Regions from separate parts of the Rattus norvegicus genome. Here region 1 is linked to region 2. Evidence: chromatin contacts called from public Hi-C data. All regions are on one chromosome and are shown on one strand. The core of a region is the stretch at or near the end of the contact, and the rest is flanking DNA. Distances in the headings are between cores, read along the strand shown.

Region 1 (6,387 bases), core at 1,881-4,380, 120 kb after region 2:
GCTCCAATTGCTGATACGGCCTGTCTTTCTTTCTTTCTTTTTTTTTTTTTTTTAAAGATTTATTTATTTATTATATATAAGTACACTGTAGCTGTCTTCAGATACACCAGAAGAGGGCATCAGATCTCTTTACAGATGGTTGTGAGCCACCATGTGGTTGCTGGGATTTGAACTCAGGACCTCTGGAAAAGCAGTCGGGTGCTCTTAACCACTGAGCCATCTCTCCAGCCCACGGCCTGTCTTTCTATGGAAGCAGTCCGACTCAGAAGTCAGGTCACTCCCTCCAGAAGAGAGGGGTCCTGGACCCTGAATATTTCTGAAGCCAGCTCTAGGGTAATGGAAACAGAACTTCCCACCCCCTTTTTTGCTAAGGAGTGCTGGGGTTCATGGCTGGAAGACGGCCTGGTCTTGCCTACCTTACGCAGTCTGTGGAGAGGGGCCTGTAAAAATGGCGGGCTCTGTTCACATCAAATCGGGAAACCCTCCTGACTCCAGAGACCTAGAGGCCAGAGGGGCCTCCAGGGACGATAATGAAGGACTCAGGGGATCTGTGAAGACAAGGGACCTGTTCTCCTGGAATCTAGGCTACCCCGGCTGTGAGGCCTCTGCCCACAACTTCACAGATGTCCATATCTTCCACAGTGTGGGTTCTAGGCCGCCCTGCTGAAGATGGATAGCAAGACCAGCTATTTCTGGTTCCTGCTTCACTGATTGGAACTCTGTGGCTGTAGAGCGATGTGACCTTCAGGCCACCCTTGCCTCTTGAGGATCAAGAATTATGATGTGCTGAGGACCAAGGAGGTTCACTCTCTCCCTTCAGACAGAGCCATGTGCTGTCAGCTCAGGGTATCTTGTTGTTGGAACAGGACCCTCCTGATAGCCCGATAAGCCTTGAAAATCATTATGACTTTAGGTCCTTGGGGACCCACGGGAAGCCAGGTTCACTTGAGGTACAGAGTCCTCAGAGAACTGTATGGACCTTGTGACCTTCTGCTGTGTCTCCCATAGCACTATCCCAGTCCAGCCTAGCTTCAGTAAAAATCAAGGTATTCACAAAGAGTCTTTGGGTTCTAGATTGTTCCTAGTGATGCTCAACTCAGCTTCCCTTGCCTCTTCCAGACTCTGGTCCTGAAGGATAAGCAGGAGTTGGGAGGAGACTGCCTGCTGCGGACATCCTCGATCCACAGCCCCATGCTGTCTCTGGGTACCTGCATTTTACCTTCAGCAAAGGTTGCATTCCCAACAGACGGAGGTTCAAGGCGCTGCTGGTGGTAGGGGTAGGTAGCACTGGGGACCGAAGACACGGTGAAAGGAAAACCCTCAAACACTTTCTACTTTTGCTTTTAGCAGATTCAGCCAACAGACAAGACGTCCGTCCCCATTGCCCAGAGGAACTAACATGGTGGTGTTCAGTGAGAAGACCAATCAGCCTCCCTAATAAAGCAGGGCAGTCCACTCTGCTATAAACCCTCTCACATGCCTCTGCAGGAGGACATTTTGTTTTCTCTGTTAAGGTCAAGTGAAGGTCACAGTGTCTCATTTTATTCTTCCCAAGACAAGTTCTGTGCATCAAAAGCTGCTGCAAATTCTACTCTAATCGCTATGTGGGAGGACTCGGGGAAGAAGTTGATTCGTCTGGGCTTTGTGTTTTAGACCGTATTTCAACATACACTTGGGAAGGAAGAAACAGAAAATACATTGTGTTTCCTTGTTACTCCCCAAAGGAGGAAGTGCTTGGTTCTGTCAACTTCAACAGATTTCTCCAAGGTGCCAGACAGAGAAGGTGGAGATACGGTTTCCGCAGCTGTGAATTCCGGCACCACCTTTGGCCCTCACTTGCTTGTGTGATCTTGGGCAACCCCTGCCCTTTGCCTTGCTTTGGTTTCCTCCTTGGTACATCGGGAATGGTAGGAAAGAAGATGCCTTCAAGGGGCATTCATTAAAACCTGGTATTGCTCTAACATGCTGTGGTCATCTCTGCGACCATGGAGACGGTTGCATCATATGGACCATGTGACCCGCACACTTCCTGCAGCTCTGGGCACACACATATACCATTGGGTGTGTGCTAACTGTAGAGGAATTAGGTGACTGGCCAAATAAGTTTTATAGATTTTTTTTCCAAGGGAAGGAGTGTCTCTTGGCTCTCAATATTCTGGTCATACATGCCTCAGTGGTCCCCTGTATGTGGGTGGGCTAGGCAAGTGTGCTTAGTGGTACCAGATTAAACCTCAGCCTGTCTGGTATACTAAGCAAGGGCTCTACTCCCAAACTACCCCGCTCCTAAGTCAGGTTTTCTTCAGTTAGATGCTAAGCTCTCTGAGAGAACCTCAAGGTTTTGGGGGTGTAGCTCAATCAATAGACTGCTTCGTTTGCAGTCTGCAAATCTCTTGCTTCAAAGGTCAGTACTACATAAAACCAGAATGGCAATGCTACCCCCAACCATAATCCCAGCATCTTGAGATAGAAGCAGGAGGGTCAGGAATGCAAAATCACTGTAGCTGTAAGTTCCAAGCCAGCCTGAGACACTTGAAACCCCCACCCCCGTATCTCAAAATAAATTTGAGTTACAATTTTAAGTTAAATTAAAATGTTTAAGTTCCTCGGAGTTCTCTAAGTTAAGTTCAACGGACAAAAGATAACCATGTCTGCCCTGAGTCTTTCAGCAGCCATTTCTCTCCCTCGGCATAAAGCTCCTTTTATCTTGTTTTTACATCTTTATTTCTAAATCTCTACACCACAGTCCAATCTGCTAAGCTCCACCTGCCGGCTGGATGTATAGTACAGAGAAACCAAGTCACTAAAACGACCTGGTTTCAGCCTTCCCCTGAGAATTGGTGCAACAACGTGGACTTCTCCCTGTTTTCCCCACACCCTGGTTTTTTTCCCACTTGCGGGAACCCGGCAATTAAATCCTTAAAGGAGTCTACGGAATTTAAATTCAATAGATCAGAGCCAGCCAACGCCTCCTTAGGTCTTTCTCCCTTTCAATGCCAGAGGGCGCTCCAGAGCCGGCGCCTCAGACGGCCTTCTGGACCGCCATACTGACCCCGCCCCTCTCCCCTTCCAAGCCAATCGTTACTCTGAGAGGCGGGGCTACTCTCCGGTGCCTGCGCATTAAGAGGGGGGCGGTTCGGTCCCGGAAGCAGGGATGTGGGAGCTGAAAAGTGAGTGGTGGGCGGTGGGCTTCGGGCTTCTGCTGCTACTGGCAGCTTCGGCCCAGGCAGGGGGCTTGGCTCCGCACCACTACACTCCGGACTGGCCGAGCTTGGACTCGCGACCACTGCCGAGATGGTTCGACGAGGCCAAGTTCGGGTTGTTCGTGCATTGGGGGGTGTACTCGGTGCCCGCCTGGGGCAGCGAGTGGTTCTGGTGGCACTGGCAGGGCGAGCAGTCGTCGGCGTACGTGCGCTTCATGAAAGAAAACTACCCGCCCGGCTTCAGCTACGCCGACTTTGCACCGCAGTTTACAGCGCGCTTCTTCCATCCGGAGGAGTGGGCAGACCTCTTCCAGGCTGCCGGGGCCAAGTGAGTGCGGGACGGGCGCGAGGCGGGACCAGGCAGGCCCACGGCCGGTGCTGCCTGACCTCGAAAGGCCCCGGACCTTCTGCATCCTGGAGAAAGGAGCACCGATGCTAAAGAAGAGGATCCAGCTTGGGATCAGTTAAAAAAAATAAATAAATAAGGCGGGAAAGCACTGGGCAGTACACCTGTGCGGAGAGAATAGAGCCAGGCTACACTCGGCGTCTCCTTTGAAAGGTCCAGAACACAGCCCAGATTCCCGTCAGTGGCCCTGAGTTGTTGATCTGAGCCAGTCCCCTTAGGCTACGTACAGCGTCCGTGAAAGGTTATAAAAAGAAGCCGCCTGACTTCCTTGTGCCTCTACAATGAGAAGGATGGGAGTTTAGGGTTGTACTCTGTTGGGGTCCCCTCGCTTCTCACTTCCTTGTGGTAGAACTCAGAGGAGGAAGGGGTTGTTTGGCCAGAGCCCTCCAGAGGAAGTGCATTGTGAGATCCCTCTAAGCCAGAGAGAATTTTGGCTGACAGAGGATTTGGCCACTGGGAGGGCAGCCTCCCGCTCCTGGCTTAGTGGAGTCCTCTACTTTCTCAGTGATTCCGGCAAACTCCTGCTTTCTGATTCCTCTGACCTTGGGTTTTCTCACACTGAAGGGAAAGGCTGTGTATAGCTGGCACTTAGTATTTTGGCCATTACAGTGTGGGAGTAAAAGGCCCAAGGGAATAGGAATCTGTCTTCTAGCCCAGCCCCTCTCCAGACTTCCTGTTTTATGGACTAGGTGACCAACCCAGAGGGAGGAAGAAGCCTGGTGTCCTAGACTGCAGATCTATGATCTGGAAATGAAAGCTCTTGACCACTGCACCCAGGGTCTGCAAGCCATACCCAGAGGGAGTGGTTATTTGCTTGTTGAGTGGGAAGGGTTTTTATATTTCAAAAGGACTGTTTAAAAGAGGAAAGAGATGTACTGCAGGAAGGACCGTTTGTATGAGCCTAGGATACTGTATAATTCTGAAGTCCAGGGGCCCCTGCACCAGCTAGTGGTGAAATCTCATACACGTGTTATCTTTCTTTTTCTATAAAAGTAAATAATACATCGGATGAATTGACTATCTCAGCACTGGTCTTTTCAGTCCCAGGTATTTGAGTCTTTGTCGCCTTAAATGAAAGACAATTTCGAGACATTGTTTACAAAGACAAACAGTTGCTGTGACTACCCTTTGTTCTTGCCAATAGAACGGGGCAGAGGTTTGAAACAGATTCCTCAGTTGTTCCCAGAAGGCTTGAACCTAAGAGCTAAGTAGCACAGCTTTTCTCTCGCCAGCTTCCCCTCTCTCGGCCTCCAGTACCTCCATCCGTTCTTGAGTCATACCTGCTTGGGGATATTATCACTGTAAAAGCATCATGGTTGTCATAGTGACTCATCCCAGGACGTATCCTTTCATCAAGACCTGCCCAACATGTTAAATTCTCAGGGGGTTGGGGATTTAGCTCAGCAGTAGAGCGCTTGCCTAGCGAGCGCAAGGCCCTGGGTTCGGTCCCCAGCTCCGGAAAAAAAAGAGAAAAAAAATTCTCAGGCATGCCAGGCAAGGTCACAGCTGTGGACATTGCCCGATTCCTTTGTTCTCCTTTGGTTTTGATGCCTGCAGGTATGTCGTCCTGACCGCAAAGCATCACGAAGGCTTCACAAACTGGCCAAGCGCCGTGTCTTGGAACTGGAACTCGAAGGACGTGGGGCCCCACCGTGATTTGGTCGGTGAGTTGGGAGCAGCTGTGCGGAAGAGGTACGTGTCTGTGGACAGCCAGCTACTCCACCATCTTTCCCACCCAGCCCTCCAGAGATCCACCCTCTATCCTCCTGTTTGTCTGCCGAGGTCATTTAGCCAACAAGCAGATGGGCTCCCAGACTTAGATTTGGTGGTTTTTCACAGAACCAAAGGTGATACAGAGAAAGTTCACAGTGGGGTGGAGGACACCCATCATAGACTGTGATGGTCTAGTCGTAGCCTTCAAAGGATTTCCATGGGAAAACGTGTAATACAGAGCCTTCTCCAGTATGTGATGGAAGCCAGGGAGATTGGGACCCACCTTTTTCCTCCATAGCTGCCAGCATCCAACACTGAGCTGTTCATGCCTCAGGGCAAGCTCTGATAATGGCTGACTGGACACTAAAGAAGGCAACACACAACTGATTCTCCTCCACACACCTCAGTGTTCGTCACTTAATAGGGAGTAACTAGCCAGGCTGATGTTACTTACTTGGGAGGCAAAGTAACCCAAGCCAGATAAAGTAGCCAGGCAGGAGGGTCAGTAGTTCAAGGCTGGCCTTAGGTGTAGAGTGAGTTTGAGGCTAGCCTGGGCTAAATAAGACTGTATCTTAAAAAGCTAAACAATAATAATAGAAATCAGCTTCTCTATTGGTTTCTATTATTAATTGGGTGTGGCAGAGGCGGGGGGGGTGGCTTTGGGTTTTGGGACTGAGGGTCACAGGACCCTACCTCGTGTATATTAAGCAGTTGCTCATCCACTGAGTGTATTAGGTGCTTCTGTGTCAGCGACCACCATACCTGTTAAAAGCGGCTTCAGGCAGGAAAGGTTGATTTTTCAGACCACCATAGTGGTGCAGCTGCATACATGTGGCCCACACACTGTGGTAGAGGTCGTTCATTCACGTGACAAATGACCAGGGAGCAGCAGGAACCAGAGGATGTCCTTGAGGTGTCCCACTTCCGCCAGCATCCTTCAGAACATATGTGAGCCTAGGTGCAGACAGTACACACCAAGCCCTGTCCCCACCCCCAGTGCGTATTCAGGTTTTGAGCCCTACTGGCTATGTCTGCCTTTAAGAAAGTAGATTCCTTTCTGCTCTGCCT
Region 2 (6,334 bases), core at 2,717-5,216:
GAGGTGAGGAAAGATGGGAAGATGTGAGTCGTGTTTAATCTGGTTCCAGGCATCAGCGCCAGAGAACAAAGCCAGGCAGAGAGCCCCAGACAAGATTGGAACCACTGGGCAGTGGTGGTGCATGCCTTTAATCCCGCCACCAGAGAGGCAGAGGGGAGTGGATCTTAGAGTTCGAGGCCGGCCTGGTCTACAGAGTTCCAGGACAGCCAGGGCTACACAGGGACAGCCTGTCTTGAACAAAAGGAAAAGAAGAAAGGAAGGAAAGAAGGAAGGAAGGGAGGGAGGGAGGGAGGGAGGGAGGGATGAAGGAAAGAAAGAAAAAGAAAAGAAAGAACACCAGAACTGATCAGTAGGCACAGTGGTACACACCTGTAATCCCTGTTCGTGGGAAGCAGAGCCAAGAGAATCAGGAGTTCCAGGCCAGCCACAGATGCATAGAAACTTCAAAGTCAGCCTGAGTTGCAAGAGACCTTGTCTTTAAACAAAACAAGACAAAATATTGGAACTTGGAAGCCAAGAATGATATAAGCCTTTAGCCGCAGCAGACCAGAGGGCAAGGCAAGGGAATGATGGGTCCCAGGCCAGCCTGGGCAGCATAGAGAGGCCTTATCTCCAAAGAATCGCAAACCTGCCCTGGGCCCAGGAAAAGAGCAGGTTCCTGGCCTGCCCCAGCCCACGAGGGGTCCCAACAGGTCCGCCAGTGTCCGCGAGGGCACAGCTTTCCTGCCCTCAGACTTTGCTCTCCTCCCCAGGTGTCTGACTTGCAACCAGGAAAGCAGTATATGTTCAGGGTCCAGGCCATGAACTCAGCCGGCCTGGGACAACCATCGGTGCCCACTGACCCCGTGCTCCTGGAGGACAAGCCAGGTAGGATGACCAGGGAGGACCAGGCTGCACTGCAGGAGACTGGGAGCAGGAGGAGGAACTTAGGGGGAAGATGGGGAAGCCTGGGGGTACAGCAGGAGGCCTGGATCCAGTGGGCTCTGTCCCACCCACCACTCTACCCACCCACTGCCATCTCAACTTTGCCTGATGGCTTGTGCCCCTCTCCCTCCCATTCCTCTCCCCCTCCCCCTCCCCACCTGTGTCTTCCACAGGCTGTGAGGGAATCTTCCCTGACCTCTAAGCCGTATGTGTGAACTTACACAAATCCTTCAACTGATAGCCAACTCCACCTCAGTTGCTCCATGTCCTCTGCCTCTACTGGGCTCTCAGGACCTGTGGTCTCTCCTGCTAAGCAGCCCAGAGTCGCTCCTAGGTCCCTCGCACAGTAGTACCCACTTCTAGTGCAAAACATTTAAACCACAAGGCCCACAGGCAGCAGCCGGCAGACTCACCCACACTGGTGACCACAAAGCACTCGTCTATTAAGTGCTCCATCAACAACTTCTCGGGGACACGGCTGCGGATGAGGAAGCAGAGCTCTGCTGTTGTGAGGGGGGAGACGGGGACACAGGGTGGACGGACAGTAAAGACAGATGGCAAAGTAGTCAGGAAGTCTTAGGATAGCCAGGAGTAAGGCAGGGATACCCCTCAGTGGTAGAAGGCTTGACTAGCTCTGGGTCTTGTCACAAACTGTAGGGATGAGAAGAAAGAAGAGAAAAGGAATGTTTAAAGACAGGAGCCAGTTGTGGTGACACACACCTGTAACCCTAGCTAGGGCTCCAGAGGTCAAGGTTGTAGAATCGTGGCTACCCTGGACTACATAGTGAATTCAAGGCCAGCCTGGGCTAATGTAGCAAAATTGTATGTCAAAGAGAAGAACTGAGAGGGGCAGGGAGAAAAAGGAGGAAGAGGAAGGAAAATAGAAATGGGGGGGGGAAGCCAGCAAGAAGGACTTCTTGGAAGAGGTGACATTTGAGTTGGGGATCATGAAAGGCTTTCGAGGTCACAAAAATCCCCGTGTCCCTTCCTGAATCTCACCCCAGATGCCCATGAGATTGAAGTTGGTGTGGACGAAGAGGGCCAGATCTACCTGGCTTTCGAAGCCCCCGAAGCCCCTGACTTCCCTGAGTTTCAATGGTCCAAGGATTACAAAGGCCCGCCAGACCCACAGAGGGTGGAGGTTAAGGATGAAATTAACAAGTGAGTGGGGCGGGGCTGAGGGAGGATGGAGTGACGGGGGTGGAGGGGAGAGAGCACCCAAGGGTGGTAGACCTGGTAGGGAGACACACAGGTTGTCCAGGGCTGCCTGGCCAGCTCAGAGAGAAGCAGGGAGATGCCTTAGGGGCAGAAATGGAGGCCTTCTTTGGGGTTCTCTTGTGATAAGCAGTCATGAGTGCCACCGCCTTAATTCCTGAAGCAGACAGAGTCGCTGGCTGGTTGGTTATAACGTGTGTGCCACACTGCCAATCTAGAGGGGACCTCAAGGGACTGCAAGGGTCCAGCTTGGCCAGGACCTGGGAAGGAGCTCAAGTCACGAAAGATTCTCCAGCTCCTCCCCTCAACTTTCCTTACTGGCTTGTCTCTTTCCCCCTCTTCCCACAACCTCTTCCACAGGCTGTGAGGGAGTCCTGTGTTTTCAAGGCCAAAGCCCCATCTCAGAGGTCAGCTTTGTCTCTCTCTGCCAGGTCCAAGGTCATTCTGAAAGAACCAGACCTTCAGGACCTGGGCGTCTACTCAGTGGTGGTCACCGATGCTGACGAAGACACCTCTGCTAGCCACACACTGACAGAGGAAGGTAATGGCCTTCAGAGGAAGGTATTGTCCTCACGCCCTGACACCTCCCCAGGGAAGCACATCCTGACCCAGAGCCCAAGCACCCGTGCTCATAGAAGCCAAGCAGACACTGAGGCTCAGCCCACCCACTGAGCACTGATGTGGTCGCTCCTGCAGAGCCTGGTGTGTAGAGACGCTCCTCTGAGGGGACAAGGAGGATATGCAACCTTGGGGTGACCGAGACTAGCTGCGGCATCTCCCATAGTGCTCCAGGAGCAAAGCCCACGGTGCTTACCAGCAGTCTCTGTGGAGCATGTGGCCCCTAGCTGATGGCAACGTGGAGCTCTCTCTCGGAACGTCTCAGCATGGAGGCCCTGGGCTGGCTGTACTCGAACCCTGTGACCTAACGTTGCATCTGTTTTCTTCTGTGCCCCTCCCTGCCCCAGAACTGAACAAGCTGAAGAAGCTGAGTCACGAGATCAGAAACCCAGGTAAACACCGAGGCGAGCCTGCTTCCTAAGCAGAGTTGAGCCGGGCAGGGAACAAGGATATAGTGTGAGAGCACGGGAAAAGGGAGCCACACACTGGAAAACCAGAGACCAGAGGCAAAGGAGGCAGGGAGGTGCAAAGGAGGGAAGCAAGTCGGTTCTTATCATCACGAGCCTCACCATCATCTCCACCACCATCATCATCATCACTATCATCACCACCCATATCACTGTCACCATCACCATCCCTGTCACCACCACTATCATAATCACCATCAGCACCACCACCGTCACAATCGTTATCATCTCCCTCAGCATCATCTCCATCATCATCATCTCCATCATCATCATCATCACCATCACCATCACCACCATCAGCACCACCACCATCATCATCACCACCATCACCACCATCAGCACCACCACCATCATCATCACCACCATCACCATCATCACCATCCCTAACAGCTCTTGAGACGACTGGATGTTAGATCATCCAAACCTCTGCTTCCCTGCCTTGTCTCTCCCTGGACGGTGGAATCCTTAAGCCCAGCCAAACACTTGATCACGTATTGGAATCACATTGAGAACTTTTCCAAATCCCACACCCAGGCCAGGCTCCAGCCAAGTTAGAACGGGCAGGGTGAAGCCAGACTCCAGTGTTTAAGGTCCATTGAAGAGGAAATGCGTTTCTGAAATCAGTTCGGTTTACGGAGAGCTTCTAGGCTCCAGCCAGGCCCACAGCTCCTTCAAACTCTGCACATTCACTGCCAAAGCAGAGCTGGGTGGGGAGGGGCGGGGCTTAGAGGCCGAGTGGGCGTGGTCGGACAGAGAGGAGCTGGGCGGGTCCTGGGGGGAGTCGGAAGAGGAGAGGGCTCCCACCCACACCCGTCCTGTGTCTCCCAGTCATCAAGCTGATCTCTGGCTGGAACGTGGACATCCTCGAGCAAGGTGAGGTGCGGCTGTGGCTGGAGGTGGAGAAACTGTCGCCAGCTGCGGAGTTGCACCTCATCTTCAATGAGAAGGAGATCTTCAGCTCCCCGGTAAATGGTGCCCACAGTCCCTGGGGAGGCTCCCCTGCCCCAAACAAGGCGGCCTCTCCTAAGAAGTGGGGTCTGGGGCCAGCTGTCATTTTGGTAATAGCTGCCTCTTTGGCTGTCCCTGCAGTGGGGCGTCCAGGCCAGGTCGCCTGGCTTTCAGTACGGGTGGGGTGGAGTGGAGTGGGGTAGGGTGGGGGTGGGGGTTGTTATTAACCAGGGCAGGGACATTTGCACGCCCGCTGCCATTTTCAAATGTCCTTCTCAGCATTCCTAAGGTGAGAAAGCCTACCTGGGGCTGACAGTTTTCCAAGCCCTAAACCTCCGCTTTAGACGTAAATATTAAAGCACTTTCTTACAGGCCCAACAGACACTCGGGGAACAGGTTTTCTACTCCCTGCCACTTTATGGTGGTCTTTCCTTTTCCTGTTCCAGTCCTTTGCTTTTCTCCCCTCTCCTTACAAATCGGAAGCGAATTGTATCCAAGAATGTCAGTGGTACCTAATTGTATCCAAGAATCTACAAGCTAACACACACAGCCAACATACACGGGTTTTATTTTAAATGATATTTGCACAAAATGTTACACTGTTTCCATTCTAAAGCTGTAAGAATGGTAAATAGGTTTGTGAGGAACCGGCTATTATTCAATTGTTTTTATATGAAAACCAACCGATTCCAGTCTTAACGGCAGTGTCACATCATTTGCGAATTTCATCTCCAGGAGGGTAAAGCAGTCATCCGAATTCATAGATTAGGGCTGGCGAGCAACTCAGAACTAGAGCTCATGCCTAGTGTGGGCAAGACCCTGAGTTAGAACCAGAGAAGGAAGGAAAATGGAGGGAAGGAGGGGGAAGAGGGAAGGAGGGAGAGGGAGGGGAAGGAGAAGGGGGAGAGAGGAAGAGAGGGAGAGAGGGAGGGAAGGGAGGGAGAGAGGGGGGAAATATATATTCCAGAGAAAGGGATGATGGTTTTGGTCAGAGGAAATATCATGCTGGGGAATGCAGGGTCCACATAGAAGAAAGAGAACACAGAACTGACTTCTGCAAATAGTTCTCTGAACTCAACATATGTGCTGTGGCCTATGCACTCCACCCCCAACAGAGAGAGAGAGAGAGAGAGAGAGAGAGAGAGAGAGAGAGAGAGAGAGAGAGAGAGGGAGAGGGAGAGAGAGAGAGAGAGAGAGAGAGAGAGGGAGAGGGAGAGAGAGAGAGAGAGAGAGAGAGAGAGAATATTAAAATGTAATAATTTTAAATTTAAATTGTAAAAGAAGTTGATAATAAGCAACAGAGGCACGGTACAGCTACAAAGCTTACTATTAAATTATAATTAATTCAGGCATGGTATGCTGGGGACTCCCAGTTTATTCAAGCAGAAAAAAGCTACCCCGATCCCTGTACATAGCACCCCAATCTTGATCAGACCCAGAGGTGTGCTCCCAGCAGAGCTCCCAGGACAGGAAATGCCTAAAAAGGACTTGGGGATTTGTTCCGCCAGAACCGCAAGATCAACTTTGACCGAGAGAAGGGCTTGGTGGAGGTCATCATTCAGCAACTTTCCGAAGATGACAAGGGGTCCTACACCGCCCAGCTCCAAGATGGAAAAGCCAAGAACCAGATCACCCTCGCCCTGGTGGATGACGGTCAGCCTGGTCCCGCTCCTCCCGGAAGCGCCCTCCCCACCAACTTGAACCCATCCTAACCATGTACCCTCCCGAGAGGCTCTCGGCTCTAAACACGTCCCTGGTCTTCTGTCCACCCCAGTTCCCTTCGCTCTCTCCACTCATGCCATTTCCTCCCGGTGTATTCACAGATTTTGACAAGCTTCTGAGAAAGGCAGATGCAAAGAGAAGAGACTGGAAGAGAAAGCAGGGTAAGCCATTGATCAGTGCTGAAAAATACCAACCCGGGGTTGGGGATTTAGCTCAGTGGTAGAGCGCTTGCCTAGCAAGCGCAAGGCCCTGGGTTCGGTCCCCAGCTCCGAAAAAAAAGAAAAAAGAAAAAAAAAAAAATACCAACCCAGCCAGGGAGGCTCACCATGATCTGGTCAAGTCTCGCCCTGATTACAGAACAAAATTTCAATTTCCAAGCCCGAGGGCCGGCCAGTGCCTCCTTACAGTTCCCTTCCTTTAAGGAGCCCCCAGACCCCTTG

What was found. A called contact is a pair of places that touch in the nucleus more often than the background predicts.
Region 1: a contact with region 2 is called in a Hi-C map of the A7r5 cell line, with 3 times the contacts expected there. The contact joins the promoter of Fuca1 here to the enhancer-like site in region 2. A contact is called at or near these places in 2 of 12 Hi-C or Micro-C datasets (the A7r5 cell line and mammary epithelial cells).

What each region holds. Positions count from the first base shown.
Region 1 is chr5:153,433,132-153,439,518 of GRCr8, forward strand. It overlaps Fuca1 (alpha-L-fucosidase 1), which reads left to right and starts at 3,131. Exons shown (of 8, transcript NM_012562.2): 1 at 3,131-3,528; 2 at 5,164-5,298. The coding sequence starts at 3,152. Cnr2 (cannabinoid receptor 2) reads left to right here. Exons shown (of 2, transcript NM_001164142.3): 2 at 1-1,961. The coding sequence ends at 14.
Region 2 is chr5:153,308,800-153,315,133 of GRCr8, forward strand. Myom3 (myomesin 3) reads left to right here. Exons shown (of 37, transcript NM_001107987.2): 21 at 753-867; 22 at 1,929-2,085; 23 at 2,571-2,680; 24 at 3,105-3,149; 25 at 4,053-4,189; 26 at 5,681-5,825; 27 at 5,996-6,055. Among named protein-coding and RNA genes, the nearest start is that of Myom3, 36 kb to the left of the region's middle. Within about 2 kb of position 3,967, at least 2 of the 93 cell types and tissues checked have an H3K27ac peak or open chromatin away from gene starts, as enhancers often do.